Linked DNA regions of Mus musculus: all the other regions are linked to region 1. The links are chromatin contacts, called in public Hi-C and promoter capture Hi-C maps. All regions are on one chromosome and are shown on one strand. Each heading gives the region's core, a stretch centred on a gene start, on an enhancer-like site or on the middle of the called end of the contact. The rest is flanking DNA. Distances are from core to core; before and after follow the strand shown.

Evidence for each region. Promoter capture Hi-C pulls out the DNA fragments that hold promoters and counts their contacts. A called contact is a pair of places that touch in the nucleus more often than the background predicts.
Region 2: a contact with region 1 is called in a Hi-C map of regulatory T cells, with 5 times the contacts expected there. The contact joins the promoter of Mafg here to the promoter of Ogfod3 in region 1. A contact is called at or near these places in 2 of 39 promoter capture datasets (cranial neural crest and liver), 3 of 484 Hi-C or Micro-C datasets (B cells, embryonic stem cells and regulatory T cells), 1 of 115 datasets of contacts at active chromatin or transcription factors (pancreatic cancer cells) and 1 of 9 other capture datasets (pancreatic islet).
Region 3: a promoter capture Hi-C map of embryonic stem cells shows a contact between it and region 1, with 2.7 times the contacts expected there. The contact joins the promoter of Ptchd3 here to the promoter of Ogfod3 in region 1.

What each region holds. Positions count from the first base shown.
Region 1 is chr11:121,202,540-121,206,144 of GRCm38.p6, reverse strand. Ogfod3 (2-oxoglutarate and iron-dependent oxygenase domain containing 3) reads left to right here and starts at 1,497. Exons shown (of 9, transcript NM_025402.2): 1 at 1,497-1,656; 2 at 3,037-3,254. The coding sequence starts at 1,583. It also overlaps a transcript of Hexdc not described here.
Region 2 is chr11:120,631,885-120,635,328 of GRCm38.p6, reverse strand. Mafg (v-maf musculoaponeurotic fibrosarcoma oncogene family, protein G (avian)) reads left to right here and starts at 1,782. Exons shown (of 3, transcript NM_010756.3): 1 at 1,782-1,967. Gm17586 (predicted gene, 17586) reads right to left here and starts at 1,579. Exons shown (of 3, transcript NR_165823.1): 1 at 837-1,579.
Region 3 is chr11:121,827,869-121,831,716 of GRCm38.p6, reverse strand. It overlaps Ptchd3 (patched domain containing 3), which reads right to left and starts at 1,499. Exons shown (of 4, transcript NM_029049.1): 1 at 458-1,499. The coding sequence starts at 1,414.

The DNA of each region.
Region 1 (3,605 bases), core at 248-2,747:
GAAATTTCACAAACCAAACCTCCATCTTCTGCACTGTTCTCAACATTATCTTCCAAGCTCCTACACAACATCTGACAGAGCTCTTAACAACGAATGGATCTTCAAGCCCAAAGTTCCAAAGTCCTTCCACAGTCCTCCCCAGAACATGGTCAGGTTGTCACAGGAATACCCCACTCCTGGTACCAATTTGTCTTAGTCAGGGTTTCTATTCCTGCACAAACATCATGACCAAGAAGCAAGTTGGGGAGGAAAGGGTTTATTCGGCTTACACTTCCATACTGCTGTTCATCACCAAAGGAAGTCAGGACTGGAACTCAAGCAGGTCAGGAAGCAGGAGCTGATGCAGAGGCCATGGAGGGATGTTCTTCATTGGCTTGCCTCACCTGGCTTGCTCAGCCTGCTCTCTTATAGAACTAAGACTACCAGCCCTGAGATGGTCCCACCCACAAGGGGCCTTTCCCCCTTGATCACTAATTGAGAAAATGCCTTACAGTTGGATCTCATGGAGGCATTTCCTCAACTGAAGCTCCTTTCTCTGTGATAACTCCAGCTGTGTCAAGTTGACACAAAGCTAGCCAGTACACCACCCCACCCCCTCCTGAGGAAGGAGGATTAAAGTTTAAGACTTGCCTGGGCTATAAAGGAAGGTCAAGGCTAGACTTTGCAACTTAATAAGACCCTGTCTCCAGACTAATAAGTAAAATAAGGACTGGATTGCTTAGTGGTACAACACTTGTCTAGCATGCAGAAGGCCTTAGGTTCAATTCCTCGTACTGAAAAACAATTAAGGCAGTGGTAATTTGGAGAGATGGTGACTAGCTCCGTGATACAGCACCGGCTGCTCATTATGCCAGGAACCCTGCGATCCACCCTGGCTACTGCAAATAACAACAACAATAACCTGAAAAGGGAATAAACTCTACATATATCAGAACTGACTATAGTTTCCATTACAGTTCATTTCTGGAGGACACTGAAGCAGTCAAGATATTAGAAACAGTTTTCCTACCTTCTGTAAAATCACAAGCGATTATTAAAAAGAATTACAGAGTTGTGCATCCAGTTGCATGATTTCACCTGCTCGTCCTGTGCAAGGACTCAAAAGTCCTAGCCTTAGGAACCACACCCCCCCTACGCTCGCCCTCAATCCCCAACCCTGCCCGACCTGCCACTCTCAGGCAGTTCAAAGTCCCTGACAGGCTTCTCAATGCAGCTCTCGGGGCCGGGGAAAGGAGAGGGCGGCGGCCGTAGGAGACAGGTCATCCGGGCCCAGCACAATCGGTGGCTGTGGGCTTGACTCACCCGCGTCGCCGCCGCAGCCCAGCTACAGGAGAAGACAGAATTCCGCAGGTGCCTCAGGGTTGCAGTGCCAAGGGCCGAGAAGGCTCCGCCTCCCCCCACCCCACCCCACCCCCGCCACCGCTCGGCCTCCGATTGCTCTCGTCTGGCCGTGAGCCGGACGAAGACCGAGCGCGTCGCTCCCGCGTCCCGACCCCGTTCCCGCCTCGCTTTCGCTGTCGCAGCTATTGCCCCGAGTTTGGTGGCTCTCGTGTCGTAGCTGGCTCTGCGACGGCTGGGCCCGATGGCGCCTCAGCGGAGGGGACCACCCAGAATTCCCGAGGGAAGTAGTGCTGCAGAGCGCCGGCGCGCGACCAGGTAGCGGGATCCTTAGGGACCGGGAGGCCGCGCGCCACAGCGGGCGGAGCCTGACTGGTGTGTGTGGGCGTGGCCACTCCGAGGGCGGGGTCGGAGGGAGGCAGAGCGTGGTCTTGATTGCTGTGTCCTTGGCAGAGTGAGGCGTGGCCATCCCAGGGGTGGGACCTAACAGGGGTGGGACGTGCTCATGACAAGGCGGGGTCTGACTCGTGTCTGGGTTGGTCCCTGGCTAGAGGTGACAGGTGGGACCAGCCCTACTGAGACTTGAGCAGGCTTAATTTAGAGAGAGGGCGTGGTAGTGTGGGCGTGATTGATGTGTTGGGGCGTGACTTGGTTAGTGTATCCTGCGGCATCCTTTCTATAGTGAAAATGTCCACGTGGCTGCCCACCTCCAAGCTCTGCACAGAGGCCCTGCCCACAGGAAACCTCTTCTTGGAGTCGAGCTGCATTCAGTCACGTGAACAGGTTTCTCTCGCTAGGGACCCTTTTTGAGCCTTTAGGACTCCCCACCCACTACATGGTCTGTCTCCTCACATCTCTGCTGGTTACCTCATCCCAGCCTTTCACACCTCACCTATCCAAAACTGGCCTTGTGAGCCTCTGTCAAACCCACACCTGAAATGGTAACTAAGAAACGGAGTCCTTAGGGACAGGGACCTAACTCTGACAATTCTGCATGTATTTTGAGACCTTTCCTGGACAGCAGAGCTCAGCCACTCTAGTTATACACACAGAAGTGTAGAGACACAGACACAGCTTCATCAGGGACCGGACCACACAGACCTGGGTCGTAGAGGAAACTTACACATATCATTTCTGACATTCTTCTGTGCTCTTTCTGGCTCCAGGTTTATGATTTGAGTTAAGTAGATATGCTTCATGTACGCTGGTTTACGTACACATGTGTTCGTGTAGAAACACAGGCTTGGGATGGGGCAGTCATATATGGATGCATGAGTGATCAGAGACTCACATGCCCTGACAATCCTCCAAATAGGTGCTCTGTGGGCTGGACAGAAATTACCTATGGTCAGCCCACAATTTTTTTGCCCATTGAAGCACATATTCAGCCCTGTCTGGTCAGAGAAGACAGGTCCATATACTGCCTGGGAAGCTCTTCTGAGGGGTGGTGATGGTGGGCATCCTGATAAGCTTGAGTTGTGGATGGAAGTAGATGCCCTACTTCCCACCAGCTGCCTCATAATTAGCTTACAAGTACTTCCCATATCTCAGGATTGATGGGATGCATCCATCTTGATCAGAGATCAGTGTAGACACAGCCCAAGCCTGGTGGCATCCAGTGTGAACATCTTGTGAGTTTGATTGGCATGCTTAGTATGATGGCTGCATCCAGTGGCTGGTTATCGTCTCTTTCTTTAGTACCAAGAAGGACCGGCTGCCTCGGGAGGCACAGAGGACATGGCTAAGGATTGTGGCCTTTGGGGTCGGCCTTGCTCTGGTCACATGTCTGCTCTGGAGTAGTGTGGGGATCGATGATGATGTTGCTGAGGTTGTGGCCCGTCGTGGTGAGGTCCTAGAAGGCAGGTTCATTGAGGTTCCCTGCTCTGAGGACTACGATGGTCACCGAAGGTTTGAAGGTATGTGCCACCGGCTTCTCAGTAAATTAGAGTGGCTGGTAGGGGCTGGAGACATGGCTCAGCATTCAAGAACATTTGTTGAATTTCCAGAAGACCAGATATCAGTTCCTAACACCCTTGACTGGCAGCTCACAGCTGCCTGTAACTTCACCTTCAGGAGATCCAACTTCTCCTGCAGGCACCTGCGGTTATGTGCATATAGTTATACCCAGACACACAGGACGTGACAGAAATGAAACTCAGCATTGACTTTTGCTACAGTTAAAACAATATATGTGGGCAGAGACAAGCCTTCCCTTCCCAGATAGGCAAGCTCACGCTTGGTTGGAAAATAAAGATGTTTCAGAGTTG
Region 2 (3,444 bases), core at 533-3,032, 570 kb after region 1:
AGAAAGAAAGAAAGAAAGAAAGAAAGAAAGAAAGAACAAAGCGGATGTGGGAGCTCATGGCTGTGGTCCCAGCATTTGGGAGGCTGAAGCAGGAGGGTTGCTGCTGACCAACAGAGCCTATAGACTAAGACCCTATCTCATAACTAGAACAAGAACAAAGGGAGGGAGGATGAAGATAAGTAACAGAAACCCAGAGGTCTTGTCTCAGGGGTTTTATTGCCATGAAGAGACTCCATTCGGCAGCTCTTCTAAAGGAAAACATCTCATTGGGTCTGGCTTACGCTTTCAGAGGTTTAATCCATTATTGTCATGGAGAGTAGCAAGACTGAATCAGGGCCGACTTGCTGCTGGAGGATGGGCTTAGTTAGAGTTCTGCATTCTGAAGGCTGCAAGAAACTGTAAGTCACACACGGGCATAGCTTGAGTATATAAGACCTCAAAGCCTGTCCCCACAGAGACAATCGTCTTCCAACAAGACCACACCTCCTAATAGTGCCATTCCCTATGGGCCAAGCATTTAGACACGGCATTTAGAATTCATGCAGGCCATTTCTATTCAAACCACCACAAGGCATAAGGAGTAATTCTCTGTATTCTGAGACTCTGGCTACAGCCAGTGAAAGATAAAAGCTCCCCCCCCCCCACTCCCCAAAGAAATACAATGTAAAGAATTACTTTTTGAGGCTGGGTGTGGTGGCACATGTTTTTAATCCCAGCACTAGAGAGGCAGAGGCAGTCGGATCTCTGAGAGTTTGGGGCCAGCCTGGTCTAAACCTTGTCTCAAGAAACCAAATTTGACACAAAGGACACACACAGGCCCCCTCCAGCCTGCTTACCCCCTTTTCCTTGTCACCTATGTTACAGAACGAGTCACCTTTTCACGATTCCCAGAGAAGACAGGGTCAAATAGAACGTTCAGAACCTCGAAATGAAAACTTGATCCCTCCTACTTTCCTTCTTTTTTACTTTTTCAACAGCAGCGAGAAGTCTCACAGAAAAAGTAGCAGCAGAATGCACCCAAAGTAGTTTCAAATGCGGCAGAGAAGGGTTGGGCAAAGTGCACAACTCCTACAGTGCACGCACACTACCCGAAGAGATGGTCCACGGCCGCAGGTGAAGCCCCTAGCACCCTCCGGAGATTAGAATCATTAGTGAGCGTCCTCCAAGCCTTCGTGTCATCGTGGATAGTTTGGGGATCTGAGCTGGGGTTGGGGCTGTGCCCCTCAACAGCCGTGTCCTTTTCAGACTGCTGACCCATTTAGAATGAGGACGTCGCAGCAGAACGGGGTAAGGAACTAAATCACTGTGTCACACCTTCAAAACAGCAAATAGGTTCCCGCGTGGTGACGCTCATCTGTGAGTTCCGCTTTCAGGGGGCCGAGGCAGGAGCATCTCAGGGAATTGAAATCCAGTCTGCTCGCTGTACAGTGAAACTATGCATCCAAGTGAAGAAAATCAAACAAACCTCCCATAGACCTCGGTCTGAGTTGGTGTGGAGATCGGGAGGGAGCTAGAGGCATCCGAGTTGGGGCCACTCCGTAGAACCTGTCTCTGCAGGAGCACGGTCAACCCGGCGAGCGCCGGGACGACTCCCGCGAGACATTGCCAGGGCGCGGCGGGCGTTGCCAAGGGCAACGGCGCGGGGCTGCGCAGGCGTGATGGGGGCGCGCTCGCCTTGCTGCCGCCTCGCCTTTCCCTTTAAGCTTAGGCCAGCCGCGTCGCCGCTTCATGAATGGAACCCACGTGACCAAACATCATGTGACGTCTGAGGAGCGGCGGCGGCGGCGGATTCTGAGCCCGGTCCGGCCCGGCCTTCCCAGCGCGCTTGGCCCGGCCCGCGCAGGCGGCCAGTCCTCCTAAGCCCCCGGCCCGGACCCTTCGCGCCCGCCCCAGCCCCGCGCAGCCCCGGAGCGCGCGCGCGCGGCCCCGCCCCAGCCCCGCCTTGGCCCGCCCGGGCCCGCAGTGTGGTGAGTGCGCGGGGCTGGGGCGGGCGGCGGGGCCTGGCCTCGGGGTTGCGGCGCACCCGACGGCAGCGCGTGCCTTGGTTTCCCCGCCAGCCGGCTGTTCGCCTGTGTCCCCCTAGAGCCGGCGGACCGGGCGACCGCGAGGCTGGGGACGGGCGTGCGCGCGGCGGCGGACCCCGGGTGCCCTGCGGGGGGCGCGATTTAAGGGCGAGCTGCGCGCGTCTGCCCGGGTCAGCGGGGTGGCCGCACCGAGCTGCTGACTCATCAGGTGTCCGTCGGCTTCCGCGCGGGCGGGGTCGCGCGCGGGCCCACAGGGGAGGCGGCGGGGAGACCCTGCTGCGCGGCTTGGGCTCGCCACGCGGGTGCGAGCCCAGCGGAGACGTGCTGAGTCATCAGCATGAGGTCACTCGGTGCTCCTGCTGACGCTGGGCCAGGGCGGGGGGCCGGGGCCCGCTATCGGCCGGTCTAGTCGGGAGACAGGGCTCGATCCGGGTGGTGAAGGTCGGGCCGGGATCCGGGGTCGTGTTTAAGTTTGACAGACCTGTGAGTTGGAGGCAAAGGCTCCGAAGGAGGCATTGCAGGGGCGCGCCGCAGGTTTCTCCCGGGGTGGAAGGTAAAGCCCCGGGCGTGCGCATCCTTGCCTGGTTCTTGGGCTCCTGGCCCGGGTCCCACAACTGGGGCAGTTCCCCAAACCCGGAGACCGATCGGTGTACGCTGAGGGGAGGAGCTTAGGTGGGCCGAGCCAGCTCGTCTGGGAAGCAAGCTTTCCTTCTCTGTGACCCTGAATGGCCAGGCTTCGTCGGTCCTAGATGGGGAAGACCGGGAGGCAGGGGGAGAAGGGTCTGTGGCTTGAAAGAAGCTGGGGCAGCTCTAACCAGCTAAGGAGAGCAGAGTGTGGATCTAGGCAGCTGGTGAGAGTTTTTGAGGTGCAACCATGGAGTAGAAGATGTAGTTTTATTTATCCCAATGTTATTCCTTTCAGAAGAGTTTGGGGTCCCACTGTTGCCTGGAGTTACCAAAAAGTGTGTGTGCCCTGTTGGGTGTCTGGAGACTCTTGGGAGGTGACAGTTTTGTGGGGTGTGGCTGAATGGCTGTTTACTGACTTATCTGTCGTGAAGGTTCTTGAACTCCATCCTACTGCTTTCCTTGCCCAGGGATTCATGTCTAGACTGTGCTTACCTTGTGGTTTGTGCTAAGGGATGTCCCCTTAACCCTGAGCCCTGAGGCTGCTCATAGGTGCAGTGTTTTTTTCATTTGGTGTGGAACTTGCCCTATGAAACTTCAAGGTTCCAGAAAATTGTTAAACTCCGGAGGCACTGTGCTTCAGTGAACTTAATGTTTTCCGTTCTCTTCAAACAATGTCAGTACCTGAAGGAGAGAAGACCTACGTAGGGGGTCTCCTGCATTGAGGTTTACAGGCAAGGTTTAGCAAGGAAGGGTCACTATCTTGCTTGAGACTAATGTCCAGATTGTCTAGTGT
Region 3 (3,848 bases), core at 250-2,749, 630 kb before region 1:
TGCTGGCCCAGAGATTTATCAGACAATATGTACTTCAACACTAAGCTAGGTTTCTTATCTATAACTACCCTGAAAAAGGCTGAGCTAGCTATCTGTCTTCTAAAATAGCATGACAGACCTTGAAAGTTTTGTCTTTCATTTCGTTAGATACAAACAGGCTTTAAGGACTCCTAGGAATAAGAGGAGGGGTCACTAAAAGAAGTAATTTTCAAGTGACTTAATTAGAAAACCAAACCCTACAGCAAATGTGAAAATCAGTTTCTATACGAAATGGAATTACAGACACAGGATTTGTGTAGAGACCAGAAAGATGCCAACACATTTATGATCTCTGGCGCCATCTGTGTTCCAATAGGTTTTCACTCTAAGCACAGTACAGCATTCCCAGCTTAAATGCAAAGGTCACTTTGTCTCTGCCCTTAGTGGCCCCCCTTGCAAACCCTAACCTCCAGAATACCTCTATCTCTTCCAGGGTCAGACTGCTCTTCATGTCATTAAAATGGTCAAGAAAGTGAGTCAGCCATGCCTGGCTACGTTCACTGTCTTCGGGGTCCTCCGTCTTGAGGTAGTACAGTAGTCTCATTGCTCGGGACTCCACGAGTCGTTGACTTTTTCCAGTCATTTGACCCAAAACATTTCCCCCAAAGAAGCCCGCTAAGTAGATGAGCTGGGTGGGCGTGTTGTGGATAGGGAAGGTGAGGTCCGACAGGTTCAACGACGAGTTATGCTGCCAGGAAAACAGCAGAGGGTTGGGCGGCACGCACAGCGTCTTGTACTTGGCACACACCTCTTGGTATAGAATCTGCGTTCCATTTTCCTGGACAACTTTCAGCGCCTGCACCGCCTGGTCCAGCTTGCTCACCTCTTTGAATATTTCTGGCTCCAGCAGTGAGTTGGCGAGGGACACCACCAAGATGGATGCAAAGTTGGTCTCGGAGCTGGTCCTGGAGGCAGAGAAGCGGTAAGTGTCATTGGTACTGAAATGACCCTGCACAAAACGCCGCTCTGCCTTGGCTGGGCTGCCAATCGGTGTGTACTGCTCCTCCAGGTTCTCCTTTTCCTTGGGTAGGAAAATGAGACCGGTGCCCAGGGAGGCCGTCAGCAGTGCAGGCCCGAGCAAAAACAGCCAGGGGTTCGCGCCCACTGTGGCGCCAAAGCGTTGGAAGCCCCGCGACAGCGGTGCTTCCAAGCAGTTGGTGTGGCAGCGACGCGGCGGAGGTGCCTCCTGACCCAGCGGTGGCAAGCGCTCCAGTGGCGGCCCGGTGGTCCAGCTAGGGCCCGCCTCATCAAGTGGCACGGCTTCCAGTTGGCCTTCCAACGGTGCCTCCCGCTGCTCCTCCGCCTCTCCGAGCTCCACCTTGGACGGTGACTCCCCCTGCTCCTCCTCTCCGGGCGCCACCTTGGAGGAGATCATGTTGCCCACAGCTGTTCAGAGGAGCTGCTGCAGAGCTGTTTTCACCCCAACGGTTCAGGACCCAGGACCGTTGGTTGCTCCTGTGCCCGGATGCGGAGGCGACGGTTGGGAGCACGTGGGCGAGGCGCCCTCCTGGTGCAGATCTGTTCCAGGGTCAGAGTTAGTACCAGATCCGTCCTTGGCACAGAGCATCTCCTCACGCTCCGCCTATGGCGCATTCCCTCTACCCCTGTACTTACCAAAGCTCTCAGTGGGAGCATAAATTTAACCTTTCTACTTTGGCGGCCCAGTGGCTGGGACAACTTCACATTTACTTTGTTGTCATGTGTCCCTACTAGACGGTCAGAACCCCGAGGCTGAGGATTATTATATCTAGTTTTGCTAACAAATTTAAATGCCAAACCAGAGGAACGTAAGTATTTCTTAGAGGAAAAACTGCTTATACTACTTAAACAGTTATCTATCAATCTAAAGTTTACACAGTTCCCAATCTAAATGAAAAGTGCACCAAGACAGATTTGGGGACCATTATGAGTTAGCATCCAAAGAAGGAAGCGTTTAGATGGTTGCTTCCAGTTATTTCCTCGGAAGCCAAGTAAAATGACTGCAACCAGATAGTGTTTATTGGAGACTGGTTAAGACTACTTAACAAAGTTTCCTCTAAATGTGTTGCTTGTGTGTTTGTAGAGTCTACGAAACAGAATGAGTTGCTTTCACCACAGCAGAAGATAAGTTCTTTGGTCATTTGCTGAATTACCATGCCCATCCTGCATGTTTCTTCACCCCAAAGTAGGAAAGGCCTAACAGATTAAAGATGCTGCTCCCTCCATTTTTAAAATAAATTTAATGAGTATTAAGCTATTAGGATTACTTACAGGAGCAGGGGCAACCCACAGACAGCTATATCCCCCAAAAGACCCACCCTCCGTCAACATCGTGCTTCTTAGAGTTAGTACTTGCCTACACGAAGCTGGGAAAGGTTGGAGTATCAGGGAGAGTCAGGGGAGGGTTTTGTGAAATTCCTTCAGAGATCCAGTTAACAACCCAATTACATTCAGAACTAGGTATCTTCTGTATATTTTTGTTGATTTTGTTGCCATAACTGTAGGCTAAGATCTCCTGTGGGTCATCACAGCTGTTCTACCACATGGCAGCAGTGGATGTGTTAAGAGGAGTTACCTATCACTTTTGCTTAAGCTGGGTAGAAGAGTGGTAGATAAGGCTTTGGTTCTGGGCTTGGGGGTCTGAGGAGACCACAAAGAGAAAAGAGAGAGAAGAGGGAGAGAGGAGAAGATACCATGGGGTAGGTGAGTCATGAAAACATGGCTAGGAGGGCTGGACAATTGGAGTTAAGAGTGGCCCAGATGAAACATGCAAGTTATAACTAGGGGTTATTTATAGGAAAGTAGATACTAATAGTTTAGAAGGTTAATATCTGTCCAGCTCTAGTGCTTTAAAGACTTACTATAAATATAATGGTTTTGTATCTTTTACCTGGGAAGTGAATGATCAAAGGTGGGGTAGAAACCCCTGACTAAGATTAAATGCTTACCACCACAAAGTACACTCCAGCATCGTGACAAGTGGAATGAGAGCTGCATCCCTGAAGCTACCCAAACAACCTTCACACAGTTTGGCTAATCAGTCTCCTCTATCTGTAGCAAGGTTTTACTATACATAAAACCTTGTAGAAGTGAGGGTCTTGTGAATTTCTTTAACTTCAAAAACTTTCTGGGCCTTGCTTTATTTACTTCTTGAGCCTTTCCATATGAAGATGTTCTCCAGGATTCCTGGCAGGGGTGTGGGGAGGAGGACTGCTTACCCACATTCAACACAGCCCAAACAGAGAGGATTTAGAGTCACATACCCAAGGAGCCGGGGCTCTCTAAGATGTTTGTGAGTTAGAAAAGTTGCACAAAGCATTGCAAGGAGACTGGAGACCATCATTGGAGGACAGCAGTAATATTTTAGACTAAGTCCCAGCTGTAGCCTGTAGCCTGAAAGATGACACCACCAGCCAGGAAAAAGAATTCTGAGGTAAGAGGTAAATCTCCCCAGACTCAAACCTAAGCAAAAGTTCTACCTTGGGCCCCTACAGAAAGATGAGTAGCTGATGTCTGGCCTGCTCTTAGCTAACCTGCTATAACCTTTTCCTAGTTTCTTACTTTCAACCTTGTTTTCTTTCACCTTTGTTGGTTTGTTTGTTTGTTTTTAATTTCCCCACATTGAACTGTAGAATTACAAAGTTTGGCTTTGAATTCTAACAGCGGTCAACAGAAACTTGAACAAAAATAAACAGAAGCAAAATCTTTTTTTTACCATAGCTGTAGAAAACTAGCCACAGTCCTGGGTCAGCAAATATTCACTGAAAATGTAATTTCCGAAGACTTTATTTCTCACCTCAGCCTTTGCTGATGTGACACAACTGGACATT